Regions from separate parts of the Anas platyrhynchos genome. Here region 1 is linked to region 2. The links are chromatin contacts, called in public Hi-C maps. All regions are on one chromosome and are shown on one strand. Each heading gives the region's core, a stretch centred on a gene start, on an enhancer-like site or on the middle of the called end of the contact. The rest is flanking DNA. Distances are from core to core; before and after follow the strand shown.

Region 1 (4,780 bases), core at 1,331-3,830, 220 kb after region 2:
AAGTCAAGTAAGTGTTAATAAGCATGAAAGCAGACCCCAAATTATTTACATCCATGGGTGAGAGCCCTCTTCTTCTGCAGAGAAGACCACGCTCATATTAGCATTCTTCTGATGGTGCAGCATTGAACTTCTGGTTGGTGGTGGTCCATGAGAGAATCCAGGCTGCCTGTGAGAAGAGATAACTGCTGACTGTTATTATTTACTCAACTGTATAGCTTTTTGCAAAGTGAAGAAGGGCTTGCACAGGAAATGACTAGATAGATTTCTCAGTAAAAGAGAGAGCCAATGAGTGCGGTGCTCTTATATGGGAAAGCTGCCTGGCTATTGCAAATTCATAATGCTTAACCCCTGCCTGCACACACAGAGAGGCGACATCTTGTGGCTTTCAACAACAGCCCGCTTAGATCTCAAGGCAGGAGGCTGACTGGACCCTGACAGCTCCAGAGCCTGTGGTTTAGCTGTGAGGTTTGTCACAAGACCCTCAGCCCCAGGGCAAGAATGCAAAGAAACATGTGAAGTCAACTGTTTCTGTGGGAAGTCAGTTCTCACACAGCTTCACACACCACAGTTACGAGGCAAAGAAAAACCATGGCAGACAAACTAGCCAGGACGTTAGCCTAAGCATCAGCTGCTCATCACAAGGACAAGAGAATTCAAGAAGCAGCCCCACTTCCTAAACACTTCGGCTACTGGTTACTTAATTTGCCACTGGTGCCCACTTCTTAATGTGCTGGTTCTCCAAAGGAAGGGGAGTTTTGGAGAGGCTGCTTCTGGGAAAACGGATGTACAACTGGTCGTAGTTGAGACCACGCATGCACAACAGCACCCTTTCACTTATCACTCCCTATACAGGACCTCTGGGCACAGAAAACCTCAGACCACATGAAGTGTCTTGGCTCTTTTTGTCCTACTTTTAACAGAAGTAAGGCGAAAAAACAATATGATCATTATTTCCAGCAGCATCAGTGCAGGATGACATTCAGCACCTTCTGTGGCCTTCCCCAGAACGAAACGGCTGAGGAGTGATTCTCACCCATACTCTGTAGAGGACTGGTGGTTTACAAAGCCATGTATGTGATTTAGAGCTCATCTAGAAAATCTCATTAACTACCAGAATGGTACCGAGCTCTTTTAAGCGATAGCTTGATAGCAGGGGCACATCCCACAGGAAGTTTCAAAGCTTAGTCAACAATTGATCCAAAACCATTGAGAACGTATGTGCCACATCATGACATGCTGAACTCTGGCTATGGATCTCTCCTTCCAAAGCTGCCACAAGCCCAAACAGAACCCAAAGCAATTTTCTTTTGACAGGACTGCAGGAGGGTGTGGGGTCTCCTGGAATGTGGCCCTGTTGCACTTAATTTACTTAGGTACCAGACATAGAATCAGGCCTGGGAGTTTGGCTCAGACTTAATGGATTTCAATCCTCTTGGGCTTTTCCCCCAGCTTTCATGAGAGTCAGCCCACCATTCTAACTAAGGAACGAACTCAGCCCACAAAAGTGCATCATAACAGACTTCTTTCTGCGCATCTGGTTTTAATAGCTTACACAGAGGAAGGGGAATGTGCAGCTTGCTGGGAAAGGAGTCACTGCCAGCTGAGAGGTCAATGCAGCAAAACAGAAACATGGAGCTGCTGGGAGAACACAGAAACCTTGGTATGCTTGCACACATGCGCACACGCTTTCACAGGGAGGACACCATGGTAAACACTCCCATTTCCATTTCAGAGGAGGGAGAAGCGAGGCACAAAAACCGCAAGGTCTGCCCTGATGCATACTTGCCAGCAACTGAGCATTCTGAGGCCAGTAACGTGATTATGTCACTGCTGTGCACTAGCTAGGTGAGCTAGTGATAATGCTTCACAAGTACTTGCCAGCAGTATTTAAAGTCCTGATAGCTGTTAGGACTCAGGAGAAAGCTATCCAAAGCTACATATGAGGAGAAAAAAAAGAAGCAATTGATTTTCACCTATGTGCTAGCATGCGTTTTTAAAAGCAATACATGACCCTCTTGCCTTTTGAGGCTTTTATTTGGGGGAACAAGGAGGAATCTTGCAATTGATCTGTACTTATTCTACTGATGAAAACAATTCTGATGTCACATAAGTTTCTCCTGACAGGAGACACATTCTGTGGAAACCCTGAATCCAGGAAGAGAAAAGTCAAATTCTAAACTTCCGAACTTCTAAATTCTAAATTCTAAATTTAGAATTTCCAAATTCTAAACAAGTGAAATTTTAAGTCAAATCAAAGGAAGCATTTCATGATGATAATTACAGTAAAAGTACAGACAACATACGCTCTATGAAGAAGCACAGTAACCCATGGTAGGAAAAAACAATGACCAGAACCTGCTTAAAGAGAAAGCAACAGGGAGCATAAGGAAGACCGCTTTCTGCAAAGATGTGAACACGCACACCTCCTAAAATATGTATTCTCTGTTCACCTATGTGCCCACCAAATACTGACAAATGTCTCTTATGGCCAATACCACATTTTCTGTAGGCTGTAAATAGAAAATCAAAGACACTTACAGGTGTTTGCAGTTGATCTGCAGCCACTCTAAGAGGTAGCACCATCGTCTTCACAGGAGCAGGAAGCCTGTAATAGCAGCATGCAGACCATTAATGTTTTCTCCAGAACAGGTGGGCAAGCACTTCATTCAAAACTCACGCAGATCACAGGGCTAAAAGAGAAGACTGTTTCATTTAAAGCTGTACTTTCAGGCCTGGAGAAATATCAATTGTTTTTGCATTGCCAGACATTTTTTCATACAACTGTTATGGAAAACCCACACTGAATTGAATGAATTTTAGCACCTTGATTTATGATAGTTACACAGATGGAATCTTGTATCATCAGAGGGATCAGTCACTGCTCAATTTAAAATCTAAATATTCCTAAATATAATACCTTGTCAAAACTTGTCTGATGGCCTCAGTGACTCAATTTATTTACAAGACGGTATTTTGTCAACCACTAGTCTTATATCATTATATTTAAATGCTTCCATCTACATACTTCTCAAGCCTTTGAAGGAACTATCCACTTCTCATATTCTTTAAATTGCAGTGTCTTTGTACTCGATGTATCCGTTTCTCTAAACTTACAGCCTAAAGAAGTAACTATCAAAAAACAGCAAAACACGAAATGCAACGTTTCAAATGACTCTTCTGTGGAGCAATAGTGACATCCAGTGGCTACCACGTGAACCTCAATTCTTGATGCTTGATGCAGCCTCTACAAGACATGCTCGAAAAAAAAGCAGTAGTTGTAGGCATACATTTCTGAGAAATAGTCATTCACTTAGCCTTTGTATTAAAATAGTTATCAGCAATAGTTAGTATTTAGAAACTCAAATTCCAAATAAGGCTGGTTTTGATGATGCCTGAAGAATATTCCATAAATACAAAATTGTGCAGCCAAGAATCTTTGAATGCAGATACTACCCAGTGACTTTGGAACAGGAGACAATGCAAAAATACCGAGGTATTCCCAATGTTTCCTTGCCTTAACCCTCATTTTTCCTATAGGACTTCCCCTTTGGGGCAGTTGCTAGCACAGGACACCACTGAACATATCCAAACCCCAGTATAACAGCATTATCTCATTTGTCTTAAAAGACGTTGAAGGGTTTTTGTTTGTTGGTTGGTTGTTGTTTTTATTTTTTATTTTTTTAGGTACGAAGGACAAAAACCATGAAGTCCTGGAATTAGAGAGAGTGCAACACAGAACTAGAAATTAACTGAAGTGTAAGAAACAATGCAAAGGCCAGTCACAAAGCTCAAGTTACAGCAGGATAAAGGATGTTACTGGAATCTGTTATCTATATGGGGGCATTAGGATTATTCTATTTTAATGCCACTTACATTCTGACTAAAGCCTATTAAACTCTTAACTTTATATACATTTTCCTAATTCACTTTTGCACTGTTAGCTACCTGGGAGACCAGAAACCACTGCTCCTACAAGAGAAATGGGAACTCCAACACCAGCATCCCTGCGTCTCACAGTGAGCCCTTTCAGTCCAGCTCACACTGCCCCTCCCTCATCTAGGGTAGCACTGCAACGTGACGGCATCTCTGGATGTCACGAGTCATTTTACTGTTCTGGGCCATTTCTAGGAAGCCAAACGCAGAGCTGGATAACTTTCAGTATGTCCCTCACTTAAGCAATCTTCCTAGCAGGCTGGGGAAAACAGCCTATTGCCACATTTATTCTGCACACAACCAGTTCAGGCTGCCTGGAGCAGGCCCGTGCTGCTCCCCAGTCACAGCATCTCAACCTTCCTCCCTCAACCCATGGCCCAGTGCCTTGGGTGCAACAACAGCCTGAAGCAGGATCTGTACGTGTGGCTCTGCTGGTGAGCCATCCACTAACAGCAGTGGCAACGGCTCAGCAGAGGCTTGGTTTGGGCAGAGAAAAGGTGGAGTGAGCATACGCTGGGGAAGTTGGCGCAGACCTGCTCTGATGTCTATGCACCACATTCTCAGTCTCTGCTCTTGCAGAGGGTGTCTGCATTCTGCACTGCATTTGAACACTTCAGCAACAGTTCTCATTCAGTAAGCAACTCTGGGGGAAAAAAAAAAAAAAAAAAAAAAAAAAAAAGGAAAAAACCTGCCACTTACTGAATTCTGTAACCAGAACCCAAATACCCTTGAACCTGCAGCTTTCATTATCTGATTAGTTAGCAACTGCATCTGTAACCATGCAGCACAGTTTAATTATTAAAAGAATTGAGAAATGGCATCTATTAATTATGAGCCATGAAAGATA
Region 2 (4,803 bases), core at 767-3,266:
AGTGGCTGCATGCACACATAAAATTCATTGCAAATTTCAGTGTGGCTGACCTCAGTCCATTAGCCTTAATGGGAATGGGAGGGTTGATGCTGCCTTCTCAGATGTGCCGACTATTTCAGAGGAGGGAATTATCCTGTATCCCAGCCAGGCAAAAATTAACAGATTTTGCTAAAACATTGCAATCCCTCCTTGTCTCCTTCCACTGAGCACATGCCCAAGGAGGAAGCCTTGCTCCTCCACACCTGGAGGTTGGGTTACCCAGAGGGGCTCTTGCACAAATAAGGGGCAAGGGGCTCCTGCCTGACTCGCAGTGGGTTTGTGGGTGGTCAGAGCCTGAGCCATGAAGTGTGATACAGCAGAGTGAAAAAAAATAAGCATCACTTACAGCAGGATGAGCTGCGTCGGTGACTTGCTGATGATCTTCTGGGCATCTGAGCTCTGGGCAAGGAGCACTGCACCAATGCAAAGAAAAGGGAAGCAGAGAAGCCCTCACATAATTTTCACAGCTTCTCCCAGGCCCAACACTGCTGCATCAGTTTGTTCCTTGAAGGTTTTGCAGGGCTTCCGTCCCACTCTGGAATTGTTCTGCTTTACTGAAGACTAACTGGATCATTCCTACCTCCAGTCTGTCTGGGCAGCATTACCATCACCTCAGATGACCTTTCTCTAATTTCAGTTTTATTTCCAAATTCGTGGCCACTTACGGTGTCATTAATACTTGGATAAAAGCAAGTGAAAAGTAAAATCTAGTTTTAAACCGCTCTCTCTGTTTTTCCATTTATGCTTTTTCCCCTTTGGTTTTCCTAAATGCCTCAAAGAGAACGAGAAGTGCTGAAGTACATAACAGTAGTCGGGAACATCTGCAAACCTGGGATACGAGGACAAGAAGACTTGGTGTGATTTTTGCTCTTTCTAAACTTTCCTAAAAGTTAAAGGACGCACGTTTTTAAACTCAAGGACAAGACGTTCGCGGGCTGGAGGCCGGTCCCCTGCTCGCCCGCAGTCCCGGTGCACAGCGGCAGAGGGAGCCAAGCCCCCGCCTGCTGCTCACTGCTCGCTGCCCCCAGCGCAGTCCCGGTAGCAACGAACCCAGAGCGGCAGGGAAAGCTCCTTTTTTTTTTTTTTTTTTTTTTTTTTTTTTTTTTTTTTTCCGTCCATAAAAAAAATGCCCCAGCATCCTTACCTCTGTTTCAACCGTATGGGCAATAGCTGCCCGAAGCCCACCGGAGGCAGGATAAATAATTTGGTGCCTGGTGCCGCATTTATACAGGCTCTGCCTCCCCGTGCTGCCGTTTGGGACCGTGGGCACGGCTGGGAGAGAGCCGAGCTGCTGGGACCGGTAAAAGGCAGCGACATCAGCGGGACGCGGGCACAAGCCGGTCACTTGGCGACCGGGGCAGAGCAGGAATAAGACCTGGCTGACCCACCAAGTTTCCGAGCGACCGCTAAAAAAGCTCAGCAGCGCCGGGCGGCGCAGCTTTTTCGTTTAAAGTAAGCCCAAATTCCCGGGCAAACATTCTGCGTCGCTTTTCAGGCGGCGTTTCCGACTAGAACGGGGAAACCTAAACCTAGACGATTAAAGGGTAAAATTAACATCGGTCGAGCGATCGGACCCTTAATTAAGAGGTGTCCAGAGGCGGACACCGACGGCACCTGGGGCGCCTCTCCCCCAGCCTCTGCGCTCCGGGTGCCCGCCCGGTGCGGGCGGTGCTGCCCCCCCCGAACCGTGCAGGGCGGCAGAGCGGGGAACCCCTGCCCGGGGAACCCCTGCCCGGCTCCAAACCGCAGCGCTTTGGGGCGCCGCTCTCCGCCCCCCCCCCGTGTGCGTGTTTGCTGTGAGACCCCCCCGCTGCCGCCCGCCGCCGAGCAGCTCCCTGCGGCCACAGCCGGGCGGGGAGCCCCAAAATCGTGCGCGCAGGTGGGGGGGGGGCCCGCTGCCCCCTGCCCCCCCGGGGCTCCCCCGCCCCACCCCGCCCGGTCTCAGCCGCGCCCCGCGGAGGAAGGGGGGGGGGGGGGGGCGGCGCGCAGGCAGCGCGCAGGCAGCGCGCAAGGAGCGCGCAAGGGGCGCGGGCAGCGCTGCCGGCCCCGCGCCCGGCCGCGGCGGCTGCGCTGCGGCGCCGCCGATGCTGTCGGTGCCGGTGGCGGTGCCGGTGGCGGGGGCGGCGCGGGGCGCGGGCTCCCTGCCCCGCCGGCGCACCATGTGCAGCGGCGTCGGCTGCTTCTGGGCGCTGCTCTCCGCCGGCCTCTTGGCCGCCTGCGCCTCCGCCTTCCTCTCCCCGGCCTGGCTGCTGCCGCCCGGCCGAGCCGCCGCCGGTTTCGGCTTGCTGTGGCGCTGCGCCGGGCCGCCCCGCGGCTGCCACGGCTCCGCCGGTCCCGGCGGCTTCGGAGACATCCCCTCCGGCTCCTGGCAGGTGAGCGCCTCCGGCCCGCCGCGCCCCCCGCGACCTCCCCCGGGCTCCCCGGTGTCCCCCCGCCACCTCTCCGGCATCCCCCCGTCCCTCCCTGGGCTCTCCGGCATCCTCCCAGCACCTCCCCGACATCCCTCCACCCAGTCCCGAGCTCTCCGGCATCCCCTCCACCATCCCTCCTGCATCCCCGCGGACCTGCCCCAGGCTCTCCGGTATTTCTCTGCCCTCCTCCTCGCCTCCCTGAGCCTCCCCTGTCATCTCCCGTTCGGATCCAGGCTGCCCAGCATCCCCTCATCCTGTCCGCCGGACCCGCCCCAGCATCTCTGTCCTGCCCCGAGCATCCCCGGCATCCCCCGTGCTTCCCCTGAGCATCCCCGGCATCCCCCCAACGCTGCTCTCAAGCATCCCATCCATCCCCTGCATCCCCCCAGTCCTGCCCCTCAGCACTCCCCCAGCACCTCCCAGGTGTCCTGCGGACCCCGCGGTGCTGCTTCCCTCTGGGGCTTCCTGGTCACGCTTGGCGTGCCGCATGGGAACCTCCTGGGTACCTTCTTCGTGCAGGTGTGGCAGGTAATGCAGCCCGAGTGCTGCTGCGCTGCCCATCCTGGCCGTGGCCCCAGTGGTGCCATGGGTCTGACCCTGCTGCCTGCCCCATCAGGGCTCCTGGCTGTGCCTAGCTGCCTGGACCCCAAACCTTCCTGACCTGCCTGGGCGAGCTGCTGCGTAATGTGTGGGATGGAGTCGGGGCTCAGACAGGTCAGGTTTGGTGCTCCCCAGTGGGGCTTTGAGCATCGCGTGCCAGCTGAGTTTGCTAAGTGTAAAGGGAACAGGGAGGTGGCCAAAACTGCTGCCTCTGGGACACGCGGCTCCGGAGACCGAGCCTGGATGTGGGGACTGCTGCCGTTCCCCACCTGGCCAGCCCCAGGTGATGCCCTTGCCAGGTTTTGGGAGGAGGAGGCCAAGGCCGCCCTGCTTGCCCTCATCAGCCACAGGGCCCAGGGGTTGCTGCGGTGTCCTGGCGTGACAAAGGCTGCCTGTCCGTGGTGGGTGTGCACTGGGACCACGCAGCACACAAAGCCTGGCCCTGGTGCCTGCTGGCTGCTTGCCCTTGCCCCTTCTTCCTCCTCTCCTTTTTTTTTTTTCTTTTACTTTTAGCTTCTTACCCTGAGGTTTTATGATTTTGCTGCTGCTGCTGCCCAAAATGCACGAGCTTTGATTTGCTCCAGGTTGCTATGCTGCAGAAATCCCAACATGGGGGCTAAATCCCAGCGAGGTCGTGGCTGCGCCCAGCACAATGGGTGTCAGTAGTTGGATTTCTCAGCCTGTCGTGGAGCTGCGCTGCTCGCTCTCCAAGGATGCCAGGTCCGTGTGCGATTGCTTAAATCCTGTCACGGTCCTTAAAACTGTCATTAAAGACAAATATTGTGAATTGCAAAGAAAAGAACCGGCTGCTTAAAATCCTTCCTATTTATATAAAAACATGCAAAAATGCTGTCGTTTCCATAAGTTGGCCTTTGTTCAGATGTTTTTGCAAATGTAATTCAGATAAACACTTCCAAGCAATAACAAACTTTCAAGATAAGAATGAAGCTCGGCAGTGACTCATTTGAACAAGCTTCAGCTACAAACAGCCTCAGCCATCTAATAGCCTCTGAAAAGCCTCTAGATCCAGAATATCATGTAATGCAAAGCCTCTGAGCTCCCGAGGTTGGGCTGTGGTTAGGATGAACAATGTCACGGTATTGTGTGGGGTTTACAGGGGATTTTGGTGACACATCTTTGTTACCTTAATTAATACCAACCAAATAATTGATGAACAACAAACAGTGCAGTCTGTTTCAGGGAAAAGCGCTCCCCTACCAGCTTTCTGCCATGGCAAGGATGCAAATACCTGTTGTGATGATTATTCGATGGTGTACGATGTAATAAAACACCCGTGGCAGCTTTCCTAAGGCAAGCTACAGCTTTGGCTCCCTTGCCTGAGCAGCCTCCTGCACCTGCATGAGTTGGTGCTCAGCACGGGGGGAGCTGAGCACTGTGAGCCCTGCCCAAGTTCAAGCAGGAGATTCTCCTTTTTGGAGAGATGGGGGAGGTCACGAACTGAGGAAACTGTGGTTCTTTTTTCTTTGCTTTCAGAACATGTGACATTCATTTCCAATCTTTCAAGCAATCTTGTGGGTGGCTCCTTTAAATGAAAGCCAAGATCCTAACGTGGAGGAGAATCTAGGAGCTTTTGATAGCAGCCACCAGCCTTTTGATGAAGGGTTTGAAGCTGTGGCTGTGGGGAGTGAAGCAAGCAAAAGCTGACACAGGGCTCAGGAGCTCTTCTAGTGTGGAGCTGGTGGCACACCTGGGGAGGATGCTGAGAGCACACCTGGGGGGGACGCCCACCTGC

What was found. A called contact is a pair of places that touch in the nucleus more often than the background predicts.
Region 1: a Hi-C map of subcutaneous adipose tissue shows a contact between it and region 2, with 4 times the contacts expected there. The contact joins the promoter of LOC101798148 here to the promoter of LHFPL7 in region 2. A contact is called at or near these places in 3 of 8 Hi-C or Micro-C datasets (liver, skeletal muscle and subcutaneous adipose tissue).

What each region holds. Positions count from the first base shown.
Region 1 is chr20:4,090,692-4,095,471 of IASCAAS_PekinDuck_T2T, forward strand. It overlaps LOC101798148 (transient receptor potential cation channel subfamily V member 2), which reads right to left and starts at 2,581. Exons shown (of 18, transcript XM_072026200.1): 1 at 2,539-2,581; 2 at 1-166.
Region 2 is chr20:3,866,465-3,871,267 of IASCAAS_PekinDuck_T2T, forward strand. It overlaps LHFPL7 (LHFPL tetraspan subfamily member 7), which reads left to right and starts at 2,017. Exons shown (of 3, transcript XM_027471937.3): 1 at 2,017-2,411. The coding sequence starts at 2,124. It overlaps SPATA22 (spermatogenesis associated 22), which reads right to left. Exons shown (of 16, transcript XR_011804268.1): 15 at 3,572-3,811; 16 at 1-1,568.